3 separate regions of the Mus musculus genome follow, and all the other regions are linked to region 2. A link is a contact called in public Micro-C data. All regions are on one chromosome and are shown on one strand. The core of a region is the stretch at or near the end of the contact, and the rest is flanking DNA. Distances in the headings are between cores, read along the strand shown. Region 1 holds the start of Etfa (electron transferring flavoprotein, alpha polypeptide). Region 2 holds the start of Ube2q2 (ubiquitin-conjugating enzyme E2Q family member 2). Region 3 holds the start of Isl2 (insulin related protein 2 (islet 2)).

Region 1 (3,445 bases), core at 180-2,679, 360 kb before region 2:
GAGCATCCAAACACCTAGAGGGAACACTTTCATAACATCAGTCCTTCAGACGCACATTTGTCTGGTACTTGACATACATGTAAATGTAGAAACATATCTAATTGTACCCTCCCTCCAGAAGTTCTTCAAGGACACTCTTCTGTCTTCCAAATGAGTATGGTGATTTGTTACAGATCTGGGCCATTTTCTGTGTTTTACTTTGTACCGGCTCTGCTCTGCCCATAACCATCATGCCCTGTGGGCACTGTGCCTCTACAGGGCATGGCTGCTGCTGCTTCGCTGGAGCCTAGGATGTGCCCGAGACATCTCATGGCAGGAGGGAGGATTCTCTCCTCTTTGGTGTTTTGCCTTATCATGGAGGCAGGAAGGAGGTAGTTCATATCTCATTTAAAAAATTTTTTAAATAAAAATACTCCTTTTGATTTTTACTTACTCTTCTTTCTTTTTTCAATAGGACTTAGATTTGAGTCTAGTGGGGTAGTTCTATTGGAAGAAGAAAGTGATGGTAAACAGAATACTAGTTGTCCCTCCCACGAACAGCTTAGGTGGGCACAGTCCCAGTCCTCCACAAGCGTGGTCTTGTATAAGATGGGTTCTCACTCGGTTCACAAAACTAAGAGAGTAAAGAAGAGAAATATTCACTGTAGGGGACTAGAGATTATTGTGAAGAAATACTATTGTGGGCTAGCTCTTAAAGGTGCAATTCACTCCTGAGAGGGCTTGAGTTCTGGGACATCCTGAGCAGCCCAGAAGGCAGGTAGATTGGTCGGTCCAAAGAGCAAGAGAGATTTTAACAGCCACAGGCACTGATGCCAGAGGATAGAAGTGAGTCTGACTAAGGGCAGAGAAGAGTATGGAGAAGATCTGGGTGGACCTCAAACCTGGCCCTAGGCTGCTGGGGTGGTTCATCTCCATCCCATTCTGCCTCCTTCTGTGTAGTTTGTACGATCTCCATTTCCTTCTAGAATCCAGCTCAAATATCGCCAACTCAATAGACCCTTCCCAGGAAGTAGCAAATAAATTATTTATATTATTTATTAATAACTTTTTGTTTTGTTTTGTTTTGAGTCTCCTAAGGTCCCCAGGACTGACACCTAATTAATGCACGTTTACAATTCTCCTCACCTGCGACTATTTGGTTGGCACATTACACGTGCAGCGCTGACACTGGGCGTAAATGAGAGTGGAAAAGGACTGGAGTGAGGGGGTTCCCTTCGCGGGTGGAAAGAAAGCTGCGTACAACAGGGCAGTTAGTCCAGACAACGTTACCAACGAAAGTCCGAGACCGTCAGGGAACAGAGCCAAGCAACTGGAGGGCGTGGCGCGCATGCCAGCGTCTCGGCGCACACCCTTACCTTTGCCCTACTCCCAAGTCCCGCCTCTAACTTTCCGCTTTCCTCATTGGCTGCGTGGCTGCCCAATGGGCTCCCGGGAAGCGCGAGCCCCCGCAGTCCAGGACTAAGCTGTCAGCTCTCGTGCTCGCATCTCGCGAGCGTTCGGGTCTCTGGTAGAGGAGGCGGCGGCGGTGGCGGCGGCGGTGGTTCCCGCGCGCTCCGGGTCTCTGAGGCTGAGGGTACTGCGGGGCTGACTAGAACAGAGACAATGTTTCGAGCAGCGGCGCCTGGGCAGCTCCGGCGGGCGGTGAGTCCGGACAGGGAGGGCCGAGCAGGTGACGTCCGAGCCGCAGCCTGCTGACCCTGTCAGGCGAAGGTCACGGGCTCCCTCGACTCCCACCGTCCGCGTAGACAGTCGGTGCAGTGCCCGGGACGCGGGTCAAAGTTCTGGAGCCTTCGCCCTTGACCTCTTCCGGGTCACGCTGCCCCAACCCGGGTTCCCACGGCCCTGACTCTCGCGGGGCACTCTGGGGCTACTAGGTTCTCTCGCCTGGAGGGGAGCTGCGTCCCCCCAAAGGGGCCAGATGCCGCCGCGGAACCTCTTGGGGAAGAGTTCGAAACCTAGGCCTCCTGTGGCTGCCCTGGACGCCCACTGCCAAGGGCAGGGGCGGAGTGCTCTGCGGCTGGGCTGGTGAGACCGGGCTGAGTGGAGGAGGGGCTGGGACGTACCCGCCTGGGATCCAGTCCTGAGAAGTCGCAGACTGATGTTGCCTCAGTAGCCTTGGAAACTTGGTAGTGGGGACTTTTTCCGTGGTGACAAAGTTTACCATTTGTCTGTTTTTCGAGGACTTGAAAAAACAAAACAAAACTTTTTTTTTCTTTCTTGTCGGGGTGCTGTAAGGGAATAGCAGTTGAAGGCTGACCAGTTCCAAGGCAATAATTTAAGGAGCTTGTAGATTTTTCTAATTTACATTAAGATTGCTAGAGAAGCAATATCAGCAGCCTTGGCCTGCAAGTTATGCAGACGTTTTGTAACTTTTATACGTACTTTTTATTTTAGTGCCTTTTACCCCAATCACCACTGAGATTTTTTTCTGTCTGGGATACAACTTATGGGCTTCTTGGAAGTTTGAAGACTCCCCCCCCCCCACTTTGAATGTTGCCACTCCTTGTTAAAAAAAAAGTTAAAACACATCGTTCAGGATCCTAGCCCATCTTTCTCCCACGAGATTTTTTTAACCTCCTTTCTATAATAAAAGAATCAGTAAGCAAGTGAAGGCCATGGCTTTTGGGGGGGAGGGGCGGTTTCCAAGCAGCAGTACCTGACTTGAAGATCTATACAGAACTTGCGAAGCAATTTTGTGCATAGGTTTTATGCTCGGCCTAATTGTGGTAAGGAGAATTTAGAATTTGGTGATTTTGTAGAACTAGTCGGGGGAAAGTCCAAGTACCCAGTATTTATACATAGGCAGCATTGCCAAACCTTTGTTGTGATTTGCCAAGAATTGTGACCTTGGCCTATTTTTAAAATTAGAAGTCAAGGGTAGTAGAGTACTGTCTCTAAAGTCATTAATATTTTTTTTAAGATTTGAATGCAGCCGGGCGTGGTGGCACATGCCTTTAATCCCAGTACTCGGGAGGCAGAGGCAGGCGGATTTCTGAGTTTGAGGCCAGCCTGGTCTACAGAGTGAGTTCCAGGACAGCCAGGGATACACAGAGAAACCCTGTCTCGAAAAAAAACAACAACAACAACAAAAAAAAACCAACCAAACAAACAAACAAAAAAAGATTTGAACTGCAAGCACGAAACAAATGGTGTGAATATACTCAAATAGACCCACACACACATATTCTATCTTCTTAAAATTTAAAGTAATTACAAGTTTACAGAAAAGTGGCCAAAAAAAAAAAAAAAAAAAACACCAAAAAACCCCAACCTCACCATTTCCCAGAACCCTTCCTCGAATTTCACAGTGCGTTAACAGTTGACACATGTTTCATCTCTCAGTGTACACCCATTATAGTACAACAAAAACAGACAAATCACTGATTGACAGCACGAACACATACCCGAGGTAGCCCAGTTCCTCTGGTTTTCATGCTGATTTAGT
Region 2 (3,360 bases), core at 425-2,924:
TTCATAACATCAAAGTAGTTGTCGCAGCTATATAAAACGCTCCAAGAAGTCTGAGTTCTCTGTATAGGCACTGGCCTGCCAAGTTCTCAAACACTAGTACCCACAACAGCTTAACAAGATATTCAGAAAGTGAATTCCCTCCTCACTAAAGCACACTGCTGCAGTTTTTTCTTTTGCCAGATATAGCAGTACCTAATAGTACTAACACTATCCACCTTCTCCAATAGAGTTTGATAACTATCATAAAGTTAAGGCCTTTGAAATTCCCACCACACTTGGGGTTATCTATTGGCTGACTTAACAGAAGGAATCTTAGCCATATAAAAACTACCACCTTAACTCCAGTTGTAATAAGGTGTATTTTCTGCACATGAGATCAATTTCACAATGAACAGTCAGCCTCATAATACACTTCGATAGGGGGGGGGGGGAGAGAGTTCACTTACAATCTGATAATTTTACCAACTGAATGTTTCTAAAGAGCATTTCCCTTAAACAGAAAAGTAACTTCCCACGTGTTTCTCCAGCCTTCCAATCCCACTTGATCTTCCCCGGTAATAAACTGCGAAGCATCTCCTTTCCCCTCCTGGTAACGTCCAGGCTTCCGCACAGGGCACAGGTGGGACAGCTTGCACACTCACCACACCACCTGCCGCGTGGAAGGTTCCATGAGCTTTTCCAAAACACGTAAGCGCAAAGCCAGGTCAGGGCTAAACGATGGTTCCACACCATCCCCCGGGGTTGCGTCCTAAACTTTTTCCTTAAATACGTAGGCTTTCAGTGTTCGTTTGTCCTCGGAGACCAAAACACAAACGAGAACTGGTTGAACAAGCAAGGACGTGGGTTTTGGAACCCGATGGGAAAACGAGTAGCTAAAACAGATACTTGAGAGCCTTTCCACCTGAGCGACTGACAGGAGCCCACGGACGAGCCGCGGTCCCCAGAGCAGGCCGGCTGCGGGCGGCCATGGCGACCTCGGGGCCCGACGGGGGCCGCGAGGGGCCAACAGAGCAAAGCCGGCCCGCGCCGTGCTGCGACGCGCCTCCACCTCCTCCCGACCAGGCAGCCCGAGCTCCCGGCCGGGCCCAGGGCCCAGCCGCCAACCGGCCGTGCCCGGGACACCGGGGGTCTCCCGGGCAGGCGCCCTTTGTCCCGGGACTGCGGCGCCCAGGTCCGCCCCCGCCCGGCCCCGAGGGGCTACGACCCGGCGCCTCACCGTGATGTTGCAGTGAAGTGTGAGCGGCGGCGGCGGCGAAAGCGAGCTGCCCGGCGGTGGTGGCGGCGGCGGCACCAGGAACTGGCAGTGCAGCTCGTCCAGCTTCCAGCTGACGATGCGGAATCGCTCGTGGTTCTTGTCGAAGATGGACGCCAGGAACTTCAGCTCGGCCTTGAGCCCTGACACGGACATCTTCCCCTCATCTCCAGCGGGAGGGGTGAGGAAAGGGAGCCGGGGCCGGGAGCCGCCGTCACGGCCGCGACCGCCCCGCGGGGCCGGCCCGGGCCGCGCTCTCGCGGCTCCGCCTCTCCCCGCCGCCGCGACCCGCGTCCGAGCGCGGCTGGAAAATGGCGAGGAGCGCGAGGCCTCGGCGGGCGGGCGTGCGAGCGAGGGAGCGAGCGAGCGTGCGGGAGCCGGGCCGGCTGCTGCCTTTGTAACCGACTCCACCCGCAGGAGGCGGTGGCCCCGCGGCTTAAAAGGGCAACAGCGACGCCGCCCCCACCGCCGCCTGGGAGAGGGCTGCCCCCGCCCCGGCGCGCGCCCGCGAGCTCCGCGCGCGCTCCCGACCGCCCCCTCCTCTCATGACCCAGCCCCTTTCCGCCCCACACCGGGGCTCCGCGCCCAGCACCCGCCGCTCGCCCCGAGGATTTGGGCCGGCGGCACCGCACGAGGATGAACCTGAGCTCCCCTGCGCGCCTCTGCGCTGCACCGGGGCCTCTGGCCAGACACGTGCGCGGCCTATCGCGCCGGCCACGTCGGCTCGGGTAGGAAACGCGCGGGCCCCTGGAGGTTGCTCCTCCGCGTGGTTGTCCACCGGCCACCCACTCACCTGGCCTGGGCGCGGCCGGGATGGGGAGATGAGAGGTGTGCGCCTAGCACCTTCACGTATGTTGCTCTCGCTCCGCGCTGAACCACCCACCACTTTTCTAAGTGTGACTCCCGAAAGGTCCTTCTCTCCAGACTTGTACTCCCTCCTTCGCTCCCATTTGCCGAAGACGATGATAGAGCCTGCCAGCTTCTTCCCATCATCATTTCAATCTTTCACGTAAACATTTATGTGCTCGCGCTAATGTGGATACTCTGCGTCCTGAGTTTCTGCTGGACTTCCCAGAATGGACCATGTTTGTTGAAGTCACATCTCAAATGTGTCAGACTGATCCTTCCTGACCAACTAAGCTAAAGTAACCATGTAGATACCATGTATCCCTTTCCTAGGTTAACTTATTGCTTCTTTCTGTTGTCTCTGCTTAACACTGAAATCTCATTCAGAGAAGCACCCCTAGGATTGAGGGGAGGAAAAGCCTAATGACACCTGTGTCATTTAATAAATTCTTGCTCTTACCTGATTCCCCAGCACTTAACACAATTCTGGAATAACCTAGGTTCGTTCACAAATAACTAGAGGACTACATTTTTCCAGAGGCAAGACCAACTTTCTAGACATGTCACCTATGTAGTACCCAGGGTTCCTAGCTTAGTAAGGCTCCCGGGCCTGGTTTAGTGCCCTGCTGTCACCATCTTGAAATTCTTTTATTATTATTATTGGTTTGTTTTTGAGACAGGGTTTCACTATGTAGCCCTGGCTGTCCTAAAACGCACTCTCTGTAGACCAGTCTGGCCTCGAACTCACAGAGATCGGACTGTCTGCCTTCTGAATGCTGAGGTTAAAGGCCTGCACCACCGCCAGACTAGGAATGCATTCGTTTGTTTTTGGAAATAGGCTCACTATGTAGCAGTGGCTGTCCTTGAACTCACTATGTAGACCAGGATGGCCTTAAACTCACAGAGATCCAGCTGCCTCTGTCTCTTGAGTGCTAGGATTAAAGGCATATACTACTAGGCTTTGAAATTCTTATATTCTGTGAGGGAACCTGCTTTCTCCCTTTACACTGGTCTTGAGGTACCTGATTCTGACCTCCTAAAATTACAACAGAACAACATGGGGAGACATTGTTTGGGGTTTTTGTTGTTGGGGTTTTTTTGGTGTTTGTTTGTTTTGTTTTGTTTTCATTTGTGAGGTACCATGTTATGGTGAGTCTTAGCTTTCAGAAGGGGCCCAGATTCCACTGAGAACCCAAGAAAAGTTGCAACTTATCTTTCCAGAAAAATACTTTCACCAATAAACCTTGTACTTAATGGAGATT
Region 3 (3,612 bases), core at 442-2,941, 390 kb before region 2:
GAGGCTCTCACGCTCACATACATACAATTCCCCCCGACCCCCGCACTCGCAGACACATAGCAGGGTTCCCAGCGCACGCAGCCTTTCACACCGGCTTCCCGTCGGAAGCTCAGCTGTCGGCTACACAGTCGTACATCCTACTGACGCGGCGCAGCGCTGCGGGCCGGGAGAGAGGCTTACCTGGCAGATGCAGGCCGCGGGCGCCGGGGAGCGGGCCGGGGCTGCGCGGGCTGCCAGCCGCAGCGCGCTCCAGCAGGAGGCCGTGGTCAGCTCGGCAGAGCAGCTCATGCTCCCGCAGCGAGAACTCGTCTCCAGGGAGCAGCTGGCGGCTGCACACGGAGCAGCGGAAGCACTCGATGTGGTACACGCTGTCCCGCGCCCGCATCACCAGGTCACTGCTGCTGAAGCCCACCTGGCACTGGGCACACTTGATGCCGAACAGCCTGCGGGCCCGGGTGCGGCGGGCGTCAGCGCAGGGACCCGAGCCCAGGACGCGCAGCCGTGTCCCCCCCAGCCCAAGGGGGCCGAACCCCGGGTCCCGCCGGCTCACCTGACGTAGTCCCGCTTGCAGTAGGTTTTCCCGTCTCTCACGAAGCACGTGCACGTCTCGTCCAGGTACTGGCTGCACTCCGCGCACTTGAGGCAGGCGGCGTGCCACTCGAGGTCGGGCGACACGCGAAGGATAAACTGGTCGTGGATCTGACTCCCGCAGCCCACGCACATGGCCGTCCCGGGCTTCTCTAGCAGGGAAGGGCGCAGGGCCCGCGTCAGGCCCGGTACAGGACCCGGCCGGCCTTGGCCGCTGCAGCAGCCCCAACCCAACCCGCCCTCCCTTGCTTGATCTCCCGCTCTAAAAGTGAGACCACTTTCGAATGATCCAGAAAGTAGGAAACGAAAACAACACAATCTCCTGATATTTCCATTATCACCGTCTTTGAACGCGGACGTAGTATCGGTTCAGCTAGAGACAGAGCTAACGGGAGGCAGACGACAGCACGGTGACACTGGGGAGCTACGGACGCCTCCGTGTCCACACTGTCAGCCAAGCCCGGATTTCCGCCCGCTCCCGCTCACAGCGACTCCCTATTTCAACGCAGACACCGCAGCATTCAGCCCTGTCCCCTCTTAGCTTCTTCGACAGTTCTTAGTTTAAACACCTCAGATCAAGCTACTGAAACCTCTCTACCTTCCTAAGGCAGAGAAGAAACCCATTTCTCTAAATCAAACCTAATTGTCCTAGCAGAAAAGAAAAAGAATTTCACAGCCTGAGGTCATTCCAGCCAACTTGGGAAATAATGTCTAATTGCAAAATAAAATAGTAGGATTCCAACGAATAAACAGTGTTATGGGCGAAATGCACTGCTTGTTTGTTTGTTTTTTTTTATTCTCCCAAGTATTTTGTCAAATAAAAGCCACTTGTAGAATCCGCTAAACATTCTTCTGCATTGGAAATGTTGCATATCAAGCACACATACACACCCACACACAGAGAAAGACTTACTCTTGGAATGATCCCCCATAGCACCCAGAAAAGGATAATGAAAAATAATATCCACCATGCAGAGAGAGATGTGAGCAAAGCTTGCGGCCGGGGACAGAAGGACCAGGGTCGAGCGCCCAGCCTCTGCTCTTTGCTAACTAACTCCTGCCCCGCGGAGTTGAAGGAGCGATTCCGCACCGGCCCGCACGCAGCATGACGTCAGCACGCACTCGCCCGGGGCCCGAGCTGGAGGCGGGACCTGTAGCGTCACCCAGCTCTCCCACCGCCCTGGGGCTTGCTCGGGAGATGATGGGGACCCGGAGGGTGGGCTGGGGTAGACACGGAGGCGCAGGGAGATTGGCTGGGAGGAAGTGGGAAAGCTCTGATTGGTTCGGAGTGAACAATGGAGCGCAGCCCCCTCCCCCGAAACCTTCCTAGATCCTCTCTGCAGCCCCGGGTCCCGCAATCCCTTGGAAGCCGCATCTCCACCCCGCGGGCTCTGCCGCAGCGCCGCGCTTTCTTCGGACTTGTAGGGCGTTTGCCTAGCAAGGCAATAGTCTTCTGGGAATAGATGAGAGTCGTCTCCCCCTTAAAAGTGTTTTTCTTTTATAATTTTTAAATTAAAAATTCCTCCTGGGGACGACAGACCTTGAGGGAGAAAAGAGGATTCGCTGTTTCGGGACCATCACTGGTCCAGCCGGCCACCTTTCTCCCTGGTGGGCCTGAGCCTTTGTTCGGCGGGGTCCAAGTTAGGGAGAACGGGTAGGAAATGAGCACCTGGGTTTGGATAAACTCTATGCGGACTTTCCCACCCGCGCCGCCTGTAGAAAACTCGATGTTGCAGGTGGGTAAGCCAAAAGGAATCCAGAGACTTAGAGCCACAGTCCTCCCACCCACCCTGGCCTAGGCACTTTTCCTCCCTCCTACTTTTTGCTCTTTTGGTTAAATTGATGCTGACTCCCACCCTCTCCTTTCTCCTCTCAGCTGCATAGAGCCTAAAAACAGTGCTGTGATGTGTCACTCATACAGTAAAAGATTTTTACGAACTCTCTGATTTTGGGTTACACAAACCAATTACAACACAACTAATCAGAAACAAATGTGGGACACGGGGTAATTTACCGTCTTCCCGGTGGCTTTTTAATCCTAGAAAAATCTGCGATTTCTAAGACTCGGGATTTTTTTAAACAAAAATCGTTGTGAATTTTGTTTCAAAGGGTTGAAAGACAAATCGATGAGGTACAAACAGTGTTTATCCAACGGTGGTCTGTTGGTCCCTCACTCCCATTCTGAAAGGACACCAAAAACTTGATACCTCTCTAAGTGGGGCGCGGGTGGGCTTCTGGGATAAAGTATCTCGACCAAAAGCTATGTCCGGACTTGGATCCCGCAGGCCTCGCTGCCCGAGATCTATCTAATTCAGGCGCGGCGGTCCAACTGCTAAGAGCCGAAGCTGCTGGGCTGGGAAATGGTTGCAGTCAAGAGCGTCGGCACAGGTTCTGCAGAAAGTCGGGGTTAGAAAGGCTGCTCGGAGATGCCCCAGCGCTGGAAACAGTCTGGCACCTCGCTCCACAGCCGGATTCCTGTAGCTTTTGACCCCGCCTCCACCTTTAGAGCGCTAGTGTTCTCTGGACCCAGAGTTTTGCCACAGCCTACAACCCGCTTGACAACAGGCCGACCCTTCCCCATCTTTCCTACTAGCGCCCCAGCCGCTCTGGCTCTGGGGCTGGTTAAGTTTGCATGACTGTATCTCTGCTGGTAAACCACAAACCATGAAGTAAAGGGTCCTGCATCAGCGCTGGTCTCTGTGACTTTGGGTGTTTCATTTCTTCTTCCTCCCTCACTTTTCCTCATCTGTGAAATGGGTTGTACTTAGAACAGCTGTCTTTGCTTTGTTAAAAAAAATTAAACTAATCGCAGGGAAAGCCTTAGAATCCTACCTCATCGTGCTCAGTGTCTGGTATCTACAGTAACCATAGTGGTTCTCTCTGTTGGGACCCTATACACTTGGGAGTGTGCCTTTTCTGGAAAGGTATCTGTGTGGGGCCTTGCTGGAAGTGAGGACTAAGCACATCTCTTGCCTGTTGGGCAATGATTTATTTATTTGTGAATGTGCTTGCTTTGCCTGCCCT

Evidence for each region. A called contact is a pair of places that touch in the nucleus more often than the background predicts.
Region 1: a Micro-C map of embryonic stem cells shows a contact between it and region 2, with 2.6 times the contacts expected there. The contact joins the promoter of Etfa here to the promoter of Ube2q2 in region 2. A contact is called at or near these places in 1 of 39 promoter capture datasets (pre-B cells), 2 of 484 Hi-C or Micro-C datasets (both in embryonic stem cells) and 1 of 115 datasets of contacts at active chromatin or transcription factors (memory CD8 T cells).
Region 3: a contact with region 2 is called in a Micro-C map of embryonic stem cells, with 12 times the contacts expected there. The contact joins the promoter of Isl2 here to the promoter of Ube2q2 in region 2. A contact is called at or near these places in 3 of 39 promoter capture datasets (embryonic stem cells, hippocampal neurons and liver), 6 of 484 Hi-C or Micro-C datasets (B cells, cardiomyocytes and embryonic stem cells) and 1 of 9 other capture datasets (pancreatic islet).

Annotation. Positions count from the first base shown.
Region 1 is chr9:55,510,227-55,513,671 of GRCm38.p6, reverse strand. Etfa (electron transferring flavoprotein, alpha polypeptide) reads left to right here and starts at 1,429. Exons shown (of 12, transcript NM_145615.4): 1 at 1,429-1,641. The coding sequence starts at 1,603.
Region 2 is chr9:55,147,683-55,151,042 of GRCm38.p6, reverse strand. Ube2q2 (ubiquitin-conjugating enzyme E2Q family member 2) reads right to left here and starts at 1,674. Exons shown (of 13, transcript NM_180600.3): 1 at 1,217-1,674. The coding sequence starts at 1,408.
Region 3 is chr9:55,539,228-55,542,839 of GRCm38.p6, reverse strand. It overlaps Isl2 (insulin related protein 2 (islet 2)), which reads right to left and starts at 1,691. Exons shown (of 6, transcript NM_027397.3): 1 at 1,502-1,691; 2 at 551-740; 3 at 181-443. The coding sequence starts at 1,559.